2 separate regions of the Mus musculus genome follow, and region 1 is linked to region 2. A link is a contact called in public promoter capture Hi-C data. All regions are on one chromosome and are shown on one strand. Each heading gives the region's core, a stretch centred on a gene start, on an enhancer-like site or on the middle of the called end of the contact. The rest is flanking DNA. Distances are from core to core; before and after follow the strand shown. Region 1 has its middle 130 kb from the start of A330102I10Rik. Region 2 overlaps Gm52067 (a long non-coding RNA gene).

What was found. Capture Hi-C pulls out chosen DNA fragments and counts their contacts.
Region 1: a contact with region 2 is called in a promoter capture Hi-C map of pancreatic islet, with 3 times the contacts expected there. The contact joins two enhancer-like sites. A contact is called at or near these places in 1 of 15 datasets of contacts at CTCF or cohesin (large pre-B cells), 18 of 484 Hi-C or Micro-C datasets (the AML12 cell line, the AtT-20 cell line, the N1E-115 cell line and 12 more), 3 of 115 datasets of contacts at active chromatin or transcription factors (a beta-TC-6 cell line, embryonic midbrain and epiblast stem cells) and 1 of 9 other capture datasets (pancreatic islet).

Annotation. Positions count from the first base shown.
Region 1 is chr13:29,146,660-29,152,680 of GRCm38.p6, reverse strand. No RefSeq gene overlaps it. Among named protein-coding and RNA genes, the nearest start is that of A330102I10Rik, 130 kb to the right of the region's middle. Within about 2 kb of position 2,215, at least 10 of the 459 cell types and tissues checked have an H3K27ac peak or open chromatin away from gene starts, as enhancers often do. A contact at or near this core is called in pancreatic islet, where this site is marked.
Region 2 is chr13:28,972,975-28,979,018 of GRCm38.p6, reverse strand. It overlaps Gm52067 (a long non-coding RNA gene), which reads right to left. Exons shown (of 2, transcript XR_003950714.1): 2 at 3,502-3,877. Among named protein-coding and RNA genes, the nearest start is that of Gm46405, 15 kb to the right of the region's middle. Within about 2 kb of position 4,163, at least 15 of the 459 cell types and tissues checked have an H3K27ac peak or open chromatin away from gene starts, as enhancers often do. A contact at or near this core is called in pancreatic islet, where this site is marked.

The DNA of each region.
Region 1 (6,021 bases), core at 966-3,465, 180 kb before region 2:
TTTCTAAAAAGAGAAAAAAAAAGGCATGGAGTTGGAAGGGTGGGGAGGTGGGGGAGATCTTGGAAGAGATGAGGGAGGGAAAACTGTATATATTGTATAATATATATGAAAAACTCTTCAATCAATAAATACCCAGTCTAAGATATTTTGTTATCACACTAAAGAACAGACTACTACAATCATCCACTCCAGTCCTCCACTGAGTAGTCTAGAGGACGATTTCAACATTTCCTGCCTCCAGGGTGAGCAGTTTCATTCAAACTATGTTCACTAAAAACTATAAATTATAAAATTCCGATTGTAAATAGATGAGAAGACACAAAAGCAAAAACAAGGAACTGTTGCTCTCAGAAGCAAATCCTCCACTGTCATCGTTCCATTAGACAGATACAGTTTCTGGTCAGATGTAATATTCAGGATCCAGGGATTCAGATGATCCGTTGTCAGGGGCAATGTCTGTTGTCTGTGGAGAGGGAAGGCTTCTGTCTTTAAGACCCAAAGGATTAGTATCAGTCACTCCTGACTACTCAGTGATCCCCATCCATATATGATCACCATGCTCAGTAAAGAATCCTTTCTGTTTTCTCTGTCCTGAGTGATAAGAAGAAGGTCAACCATTGGCTACTACCAAGGAGGACTGGGTGGCAATTGATCCCACAACATCCCTGGAGCGAGTAGAATCCAAAATTTCAAAGAGAAAGTAGCTTTTGCAAGGCAGCATGGTGAAAACAAGCCTGGGTAACAGATAAGAAGGAGCCTCACTGACTGCCAGTGATGTAGTCGATGTAGGGCACAAACGTAATTTCTTGCTCTCACTGAGCTCAGAGTGACTGTCAACCAATATTCATTCCTTACCAGAAATACTGATGTAATGCCTGCAATGCGAGAACATTTTCTTCTCTTCCCAATTAAGTGGAAATGTTGTGGGGATGGAGCCAGAGGATGGTCCAGATCTGGATAAATTCTGATGTTTAGAGGAATATATATGAAGGTGGTGGTGCACCTATATGTGTGTGCATGCATGTAGACACCCCCAGGTATTATTCTTCTGAAGACACCGTCATTGTTTTCTGAGACAAAGATTTTGACTGGTCTGGAACTCATCAACTAGACTAAGTTGCTGGTCAGTGAGTCACAGGGATCTGCCCATCTCTGAATCTTTAGCACTGAGATTCCTAGCGGGCACCACCACATCTATCCAGGGATCCAACAGCTGTCTTTGTGCTTGTATGCCAGGTACTTTACCAAGTGATCTCTGTCTCTGTCTTTGTCTCTCTCTGTTTCTCTCTGTGTGTCTTTCCCTGTGTCTCTCTGTGTGTTACTCTGTGTCTCTGTCTGTCTCTGTCTATGTGTGTGTGTGTGTGTGTGTGTGTGTGTGTGTGTAGATAGATAGATAGATAGATAGATAGATAGATAGACAGACATATTACAATTGCTACATATTTCTGGTCAACCTTGGAAATGGAAGGATTTTGGTTTTACTAAGAAATCTACATTTCCGCCTTAAATCTGAAAAGGAAGAATCTTCCACTTTGTTCTTTCTTTTGATTCATTCTTGGGTTTGCCTTTTCTTTTCTTTTCTTTTCTTTTCTTTTCTTTTCTTTCTTTTTTTTTTTTTTTTTTAATTTTGAGAGTGGGTTTCACTGTGTAGACCTCACTCACTATGTAGGCCAGGATGAGCTCAAACTCATAGGAAATCCACCTGCCTCAGCCTCCCAAATGAACCTTTGTCACTTTCTTTGGCTATCAGGAGCCTGGTTTTGCTTTTAATCATCCTGTGTGTTGGGCAACTTTAGAAATAAATCCCAGGAGAAAGATTTCAACCCCTCAGGCTGAGGAAGCTTGAAGCTCACGACTGGTGGCTCAGGACCTACCTCTCATCTACTGTCATCCCAGAGGCTGAATTGCTGATTCTTGGTTTCATCCTTAGAAGTTTACTGGAACAAGCCAAGTGAAGAGAAAGGGTACATTTTTATAACTTGTGGTTGCTATAATTAAAGTTATTAGTTAAGGAAGGGCTATTACTCCCGGCAAAACAATCAGAAGGAAGTTTTAGCAATTAAGTCAAATATACTGTGGTGGGGAGGGTTTTACCCCCTCCCCCGCCCACCCTGGTTCCTTTTGGAAAACAACCTCAGGCGAGTGTTCTGTACTTCTCAAAGAGCATGGTGACTCTGCCGAGGCTGGAGAGCAAACAGTGAAGAGTGAACTGTGCTGTTGACTCTCTCAGTAGGTTAATTAAGAAAGCTGTTAGCGATGAGAAAAAAAGCTGGGGCGGTCTCAGTTCCTATTGACAAAATCCATGACATCGGCAGAACCGCTGTTTGTTCGATACTGAGAAAGACATGCTGGAGGCATTAAGGGGAAAAGGCTGACGAAGGAATCTCAAAGTCCAGTACAGAGTGTCCCGATCACTGCCACAGCGCTGACGACTTGAAACGCCGTGTGCCTTTTCCTTTACTTTACATGAGAAGAGGTATCTGGGTCCTCAGCTCTGCTCTAAAAAGCCCAGTTGACTGGGCAGAGAGTGATTACCAAAGAAATCTAGCTCAAGATCGGAAATCCTGAATCCTAGACCCACAAACGGCATGCTATGTGACAGTTTGACTCTTTGGGGTTCCATTCTGAGACTGTCTGCACAGTCTAGCCTTGGGAGCTCAAACAGCTGATCTTTCCCCTGGGACATCACCCCTGAGCTGCTCCCTCCCTGACCAGTGTGCTAAGTGAGATCCAATCCTATCCATTACCAGAAAGCTGGGCTATGAGTGACAGAGCCCAAAAGGACACAGTGTTGGGATTGTCCTGCTCACACAGGGCCTGAAGCAAAAAGGATGTCACTAGTGATCTTTGACTTTGGCCTTCCCTGATTCTTCCCCAGTGTCCCCAGCCATTGCTCAGTCATTGTCTCTGCAGAGTTGGTCTCTCTTAGGACCACCACAAGCCCTTCCTAATGCTGTGGACAACCATACCAGACCTGGAGAAGCTGTTGAGAATGAAGCAGAGGACTCACTCCAGCGGGAACAGGCCTGCACGCCTTCCCTTTTCCTCCACGAGGGCACCATGGCTCGTTTCCAGTTGTTGGTTGATCAAGGGCAAAGCCACCTGTCTCTGGTGGCCAGGGAGCGGGGAGGGAAGGCTGCTATAATTGGATAGCTCATTGTAAGTTAGAATGGTTATCTCCTCTAGTTCTTAGGAGCGACCAGGGAGGATCTAGATGGTGTATTGAAAAGCCTACATGAGAATGAAGAGGACAGAGACCCTGTATGTTTCCACCAAGGATCTTAGGACACCCTTGGGGGAAAAAACTGATTAGCGGTAACAAATGAGAGATGACACAAACCAAGCTGGAGGCACTTAGTTGGGCTTAGAATGGTGAAGGGGAAACAAATGAAATCTCGTTTTGCAGAAACTAGGTGTATCTAGAAATAAATTAGGTGGGTGTGTAGCACACACCTCTCCGGAGGCAGAGGCAGTCTGATCTCTGTGAGTTAGAGCCCAGCCTAGTCTACAGAGTCTACAGAGTGACACAGGGCTATATAAAGAGACAGGTGTTCTTAATTAATTAATTAGCTAATTAGTTAATTAATTAAGAAAAGCAAATATGAGACACTATACTCAGTCAAACAAACCAACACTAGATTAAAACACAATCTGAGTTGAAGACTGCAGGACAGAGCCACAGAAAGTGGCAGTGGCCTGTACTAACTCGGGCCAGGCTCAGCAGCGTGCAGGGTACTGCAGCTGGAGTGTGAAGCATTACCTCCAGGCTGTGAGTTGTGGATACTTGGTTGTCAGCTGCTTTGGTAGGTTTTAGAACTACTAGAGGTAGTGCCAAGCCGGAGGAAGTGAGTCACCGATGTTCCCGTCCAGTCTCTGCCTCATCCGTCATTCGCCTAACTCTGAGCAAGCAGCCTCCTGTCCCTGCTATCAAGCCTTCCCACCGTGGTAGACGGAACCCTGAAGCCATTAGCCACAATGAACCCTTCCTCTACAAGGTGCTGTATGTGACCAAAGTCCTCTTTGCCTCATTTAAGCCTCAGTTTGCTCTGTATGATGTCCAGGTTGGTTGACTTCACCAGATATCAGAGACAAGGACAGAAGGGGACTCTATACAAAATGAAGAGAAAGGAAAGAAGGGAACACTTAGCAGCATGGCTTGCAGGGTAAATTCTGGGCATTCCTCTCTCTCTGCTTTTTCTTTTCTGTCTCCTTCCTGGTTCATGATCTAAGTGGTTACCTTTGCCATTAAGTCCCTGCCATTCTGTCTGGGGTCCCCATAAGGCCCAAAGCAATGGGGTTGCCTAAATTCTGACTAGGACTTCTAAACCTTTTCTCTTTATATGTTAATTGCCTTGAAAAAATATATAGTGTGTGTGAGCATATTTTATAGTAATGGAGCAATATGTATACAATATCCACATAGACTATATCCATATCTACCTATCTATCATCTATATATCTATATATCTATATCTATACACTCACACACACACATGTATATGGAAGTTGGAGGTCAACCTGCAAGACTCATATATTTTCTTCTAGCACGGGGTCCTAGGAATTGAATTCAAGTAATCAGGGCTATGAAAAATGCTCTCTGCTGCTGGGCCATCTCACCATCATTTCAATAGAGTCTTTTTCAAAACAATGACATCGTTCACTGGTCTCCCACCCATGTCTCATCAAGAAAAGAGAGACACTGAAACTTTGTCACGTCTTATTTATTTCCCTGTGTAGGAAACTACAGAGACTTATGTAATAGATGCTCCATCCACCGGCATTCTGATGCTGCGTGGTCATTTAGCCACCGCTGTTTTCCAAAGCTCTCAATGAGATGCCACTCCAGACAGTATGCTTGCTCTCCTTCGTCCTTCCTCTCCCTCCCCCTCAGAGGGAATCACTCCACTGAAATTAGTGTATCTTTCTGCCTGTGACTTCCTACCATGTTAGGAAAGATGACTCTGTAAAGAATATATGGCATAGCTTTGGGGAGTTATCATAGTGTGTGGCCCTGGCCTAGATTCATATGCCAAGCCGTTACTCATCAGAGCCAAAATTATCTAAACCTGTTTCCTCAGTCATAAAATTATTATAATAAAACTTCACTTCTGAATTTTCACGATTTAAGATAAATTGAAGAAAGTACTTGGTTCTGTCTAGTGCCTGCAAAGAAACCTATGAGCAATTGCTTGGATGCTGATGGTGCTGAGGGCCTGCCAGCATATAGAGCATCATCCTGCCTTCACAACCCCATCACACGAGACTTATCCGCACACGCACATATGGCTCTCTTGTTTTTATTATTATTATTACTTTTTAGTGCATCATGTTTTGAATGCTATCATACTTTCTATAGATTTCCAAGCTTCTGGATCTTAGCTATTAAAAACCAGGACATGGGCTGGTGAGATGGCTCAGTGGGTAAGAGCACCCGACTGCTCTTCCGAAGGTCCGAAGTTCAAATCCCAGCAACCACATGGTGGCTCACAACCATCTGTAATGAGGTCTGATGCCCTCTTCTGGTGCATCTGAAGACAGCTACAGTGTACTTACATATAATAAATAAATAAATAAATAAATAAATAAATAAATAAATAAATAAATCTTAAAAAAAAAACAAAAAAAAAAAAAACAAAAAAAAAAAAAAAAAAAAACCAGGACAAGGGGCTGGAAAGGTGACTGGTAGTTAAGAGCACTGGCTACTCTTCCAAAAGACCTAGTTCCAATTCTCAGCACCTATCTAGTGGCTAACAACCATTTGTAACTTCAAGTCCAGGGAATCAGATGCCCTCATATGGCTCCCAAAGCAGGGGGCAATTTTTAAAATTGAAAATAGATTTTTTTCATACAATATATTCTGACTACAGTTCCTCTCCTTCTGCTCCTCCCATTCCTCCTCACTTCCACTTCCATCCAGATCCACTCCCTTTCTATCTCTGGATAGAAAACAAATAGGTGGGGCTGGAGAGATGGCTCAGAGGTTAAGGGCACTGGCTGCTCTTCCAGAGGTCCTGAGTTCAA
Region 2 (6,044 bases), core at 2,914-5,413:
GTTAGGCAGCCCTAAGATTAATATACTCTCTGTTGTTACACATGACTTGGCCTGCACCGTAAGTACATGTCATGGGACTCAGAGTCACGGGACAGCAGCAAGGCACTGCAATCAACTCTGGGGCAATTTATGATCTCTAAATGCGGACCTAAGTTGATCCCTGGGACCCACAATATAGGAGAAAGGTGACTGCAGTGATTGTCCTCTGATTTCCACAGATACATACCATGGTAGGTGTGCATACAAACACATGAAATAACTCAAATCATTACAGGTGACTACCTGCTGTTTACTGTTCTCTTTCAGATCGAAGTCATGCCCAGTCGATGTACTTTGGTGCTGTTGACATATTATGATTTAATGTCCCATCTCCACAGTCCATTTGTGTGCCAATGAACAAGGCATATCTGCATGAACCCTTCCAATGATTAAGGCATATCTACATGAGCCCTTCCCTACACAAGGAATAGAAAATGGTGTATTGTTAGCACATGAACCAACATGGGCAATGTCAGGGCATCTTCCTTAGCCAAAGGAAGATACTTTTTTTTTTTTTTCACAAACTACTTAAGACTTAAATGAACCAACAGTTTCGAGGAGTCAAGGGGGCAAGTGCGACTGCCCTCAAAGGCTGGGAAAGTCATGAAAATAAGAAGGTGGCTAGATTGTATTATCGGACATCTTTGCTTACACATTAAGCATGCAACTTCACTTCCACCCAAGAATGTATGGTGTTCCCTTTTTCTCAAAACACGGAACGCTGTTGTGCGGGTCTTCATAGGACATGACTGTACACACGTCTCCGGGTATGCTTTTATTCTGAAACAGGCAACAGGGCAAGCACCTAGGTCACAAGCACTCAGCGGAGGGAGGAAAACATACAAATCCCATTTCAGAGTGGCAGACTGCCTTGATGCAGTTGATCCAGGCCAACCTGGAATGTGAACTCGAAGTTACTAAGCATTCCATTTTGCCAAAAGAGTCTCTTATGCAAAGTTCCCAGACCTTTAGATGTTGCAAACTATCCAGACAGGGTGAATCATATCTGGAAGCCCAGCACTGAGAAAGCTGAGGCAGTAGGAGTGTTTCAAGTTGGAGACCAGCCTCGGCTACACAGCATTATCCTGTCTCGAGGATGATGATGATGGTGATGGTGGTGCGTGTTTTTCTTTCTTCTTTCATTTTTTTTTTTAAATTAGGACAGGGTCTCACTAAGTAGCTAAAGTTGGCCTTGAACTCAGTGGTCCTCCTGAATCATCTTTTCAAGTGGATTAGAAATACGTGCCACCACATATTCTGGTTTACAGCCAGAATGGTGATGCCAAACAAAACATTATCTGTGGGCAGATAGAGTTTAGAGCCTTTGCCTAAGCAATGCTTTAAAAATTGTAGCAACTATGCACAAATATCAACAATGGCATTTTCAGGTCATTGAGGCAATTCAGCAGGTAAAGAAAGGTGCTTGCTGCAGAGCCTGGTGACCTTGCATCCCAGCCCTGGGACTCCAGTGAAGACCCAAGTGGAGAACCACAGGGTTCAACTCAGTGTTGTTCTCAGGCTTTCATAGGTGCATGCACAGAAATGGTGGCGGTGGTGGTGGTGGTGACGATGATAGAGGTAGTGGTAATGATAATAATAATATATTAAAACTAAAGTAAAGTACTTCTTAGTTTACCATCTGCTATCGTCTATGTAAGGATGCCCCATCAAAATTCTTATTCCGAACCCTAATCACCAGTGAGATAGTCTAGAAGTTGTAACCTTTGGAGGCCATGAGATCAGGAAAGTGAGATACCAGAACATTCCTTTGGTGGTGGTGGTAGGGTGTTCAAGACAGGTTTTCTCTGTGTAGCCCTGGTTGTCCTAGCATTCACTCTGTAGACCAGGCTGGCCTCACAGAGATCCACCTGCCTCTGCCTCCCCAGTGCTGGAATTGAAGGTGTGCACCACCACTGCCCAGTTCATTCCTTTTATTCTTTAATTGGAAAAAACTTTTTTTAATGTTATATTTTGATCACGTTTTCCTCCTTCCCTAATTCCCCTCAGATCCTCTCTACCTCCAGATCTACAACTTTAGGTTCTTTTTCTTTCTTTCAATTAATAATAGTAATAAGGAAGAGGAGGAAGAGAAGGAGGAGGGGGAGGAGGAAGGAGAAGAGGAGGGGGAGGAGGAAGGAGAAGAGGAGGGAGAGGAGGAGGGAGAGGTGGTGGAGAAGTAAACAATAACAGTAACAAAACAAGAAATAAGCTAACAAACAAATTCATAAACACACAAAGGAAAATCAAAACAAGCCAAAAACCAATAAAATAAACTTTAAAAAGCCAAATATAAAGCAAAACTAAAGAAAAAGTCCAAAAATTACTGCTGAGTTTGTTTGCATTGGCCAACAATTCCTGGGCCTGGGTCCTGCCCTCAAGTATGGTTGATATGCCAGTGAGACTCCATAGGAGAAAAACTGATTTTTTTTTCCCCTTTGCCAGTGGGCATCAGTTGTAGATGATCTTGGTTAGAGGTGGCACCCCATGCACACACCCCGCTTCCAGAGTGCTAGAGCCCTATCTGGCTTGAACCTGTGCAGATCTTACTACGCTGCCACAGTCTTATGTGGGTCAGTCCTGTAGTCTGGCTCTCGGTCTCCCTGACTCCTCTTCTACATAGATCCCTGAGTCTCCAGGGGAGGAGTTTGATGAAGAAATTCAAACTGCTGACCTTTGGAACCGTCCATCCTACGGAGATAAACGGAAAAAGTAGGAAACTGATCTTCAACAGACACTGAATCTGCTATGACAACAGTGAGAAGCACATTTCTATTGGTTTTGTTGCTTGATTCGTTGGCTTGGAGTGAGTGAGTTTGCGTGTGAATATGCGTTTGTTTGGGGGTGAGTGTGAACATGTATTCATGTACGTTGAAGTCAAGGACCAACATAGTGGGGCACTCTCTTCCTTGTTGTTTTGGTTTGGTTTGGGTTTTGGTTTTAGTTTTGAGACTGGGTCTCCCACTGGCCTGCAGCTCAACAAGTAGACTAAGTAGCCTAGTCAAGTGCTCCACATATATATATATATACATGGTCTGGGAATGCTTGTGTGGCAAGCGCTGGACCAACTCAGCCATCATCCCAACCCCACATTTACATCATTTATAAACCACTCAGTCTATGTATTCATCACAGCAGGCTGAGCAGAGGAAGCCCCACTGTGACTACTTTCAGTGTGCAATGTGCTATCCTTTAACGACACAGTATTAGGCAATCTCCACTACCATCAGATACCAGAATCTTTCCATCATTCCCAGGAAAGCTCGGAGTATAATAATTTATAGTTTATTCTCATTATCAATTTGTGTGTGTGTAAAAAGGCCTCACTATATAATCCTGGCTAGCCTAGAACTCACTCTTTAGACCAGGCTGGCCTCATACTCACAGATATCCACCTGCCTCAGCATCCCAAGAACTGGAATTTGTATACAGCTTAAAAATGAAAAGACAGCTTTACAGTGAAAATATTTCCCCTAACAATATTTATTATTGAAAAGGTAAAACCTTTCAGACCTCAATGTTAGGCAATCTGAGACACTTCTTCCAAAAGTCATGCAGGGTCTGTCTGCATCCTCTGCCAGAAATCCCTTTCCTGTCAGCTCTCAGCTCAGCTCACTACATCCACCACCCACTCCGTTCTGGTACTTTTAGATGTGAAGACTCTCTTCTCTCCTGAAAGCGCCTTCTCCTTTGACATCCACATCACCCAACTGGGTCACACTTTCCTCTTCCTGTTGCTGTCAGCAGCTGCCACCTCTCTTGTGTGCCTGAGATTTCAGCACCTGGATGTCAGTCTTCCAGTCTGCCTCAAGTGCTGTCATTTGGGGCAGCTTTCGAACACCTGCAGTGACCCATCATGAACAGATAGGAAGATGTTAGCTTGTTGAACTCTGGACCCCAGCAGTCTAAAAAGATTGAAAAATGCTCAAAGCTGTGTGACTCCCGCTCCAACTCTTCCACCATCTTGCACCTCCTTAGGACCTCTGGGGCACAACCCCGCACTTTCTCATGCACCTCTGTTGCTTTAGGCACTAAGTAGAAGTCCCTCTGTACAAATCCTGTGCAAACACCATAGTAATCATCTTGTTCTTTCCCCACTGGCAAACATACCAAACTCCAACCCTAGATGAACCCAACCATCTGGCCTCCCAGTGCCTTAGCTCCAGCAGGAGAAAACACACAGCTGAACTGATTGGTATCATTGAAAAGTCAACATCCCCCGACCCACCGTTGCTTGGCAACCTAATGATGCATCTCCAGTGAACTCGGTTGATCTGTTTCCCGAATGATTACTTGGAACATTCCCACTCATAGCAAGTCTTCCTTTTCTTATCTGCCCAAAGGAGTCCATCACTGAGTCCTATACAGTTAACTACCCACTTCTCTCCTCTGCTACTCTCCTGTCAGTCATTTCTAGGCTGGCTGGCCTGGCAGTCTCCTAAGAATTCCCCTACCCTATTACTGCCCTCTCTTTGAAGTCTCAGCACAGAGGCTAGAGCAACTTTCTAATATATTACATTTTCATCTCTTTATTTTGTGTGTATGTGTTGATGTGTGTGATTATATATGGGTATGGACATACTCGTCCATGCAAGGCACTTGGGTGGTCAGAGGACAACTTTTAGGAGTCAGTTCTCTCCTTCCACCATAGAGGCTCTGGGTCCTGACATCAGGCTGTTGGGCATCTTTGCTCACCGAGCACCACACTGGAACTTGGAATGGTATTTTAAAAGCAGCAAATAGGTCGTATCATTCACTTGTTTTAAAATAAAGTCATGACTACCCCTTCCTCAGATGTCTTAAGAAACCAAATGCCTCCTGCCCATCTGCCTGGGCTCTGGGTACCATTCCATTTTGATTCATGTCTCCATCTCATTGTGTTCTAGCATGAGGACCTTCACATGCCAACCTTTTTTTTCTTCAGCCTGGGCTCATTTTTCTTTCCTAGGCTTGGTTTGTTCTCCGGCCCCTCCACATTCCCTACCAATTGTCACCTAGATAACTTCCATTCATTTTTTTGGTCTCACAGTTGCTAGTTCAATCTTGGGGAAGTCTGTGTTGACAAACCCCATCTTTAAATTCATGAGTATTTTGGACTGATTGTTGGTATCTCTGTCTGTTTTTGTTTTGTTTTGTTTTGTTTTGTTTTGTTTTTTCCCAAAGCTCCAAAGACAACTTACACACAGCACTTTAAACCAGTCACAGAGGCCAAGCATGGCAGCACATGCCTGCATACTCAGCACTTGGGAGGCAGGAAGATCAAGAGTTCAAGGTCATTCTCTGACACTGAATTTGAGATCGGCCTGCACTGATCCTTTGAGAAAAAACAAATAACACTTACTCTATAATTGGGCTGAAGAGATCTTACCACTGCCACATATATCATAATAACTCTATTTTCTTATTTTAATTAAATACAGGGTAATACCCTTGCTAAGGTTTTTTTAAAGCGAGAAAAGATGATCTACCTATATTTTGTAAATGGCATGTATTGGAACACAACTATGGCCATTCATTTATATGTGTAGGATATGGCTAATTTTACACAACAGTGGTCCAGTTAAGAGATTGTGATGAAAGTATGGCTTGCAAACATTAAGACTGATGACAAGAACATATGCAGGAAATATTTGCTGGTTCCTGCTCTGCAGTATTGAAATAGGAGTCTCTTAGGGCCTTGGCATGGCATAAGTGTACCCTCAAAGCTTGGCCCACACTGTGACACTGTAAATGGATGGAGGGATTGTTAGAGGTAACACTTTGTTGGAAGTAATGTGGTCACTGGGTTCATATAACCCTCCTCGTTAGATCGGGTGAGAGAGAGCAATGTTAACAAAGAACAGTGTTGACCTACAGTACTCTGGCTTCCTATCTCACCATGGGACTGCTTTAGCATTATCTCCCTCACTGAGAGGTTTCCACCAGAGGCTGAAAAGAGACCTCTTTGTTTTATGATTTACCCAGCTCCAGATGTTTTGTTACAGCACCAGAAGGTGAACTGATAACAA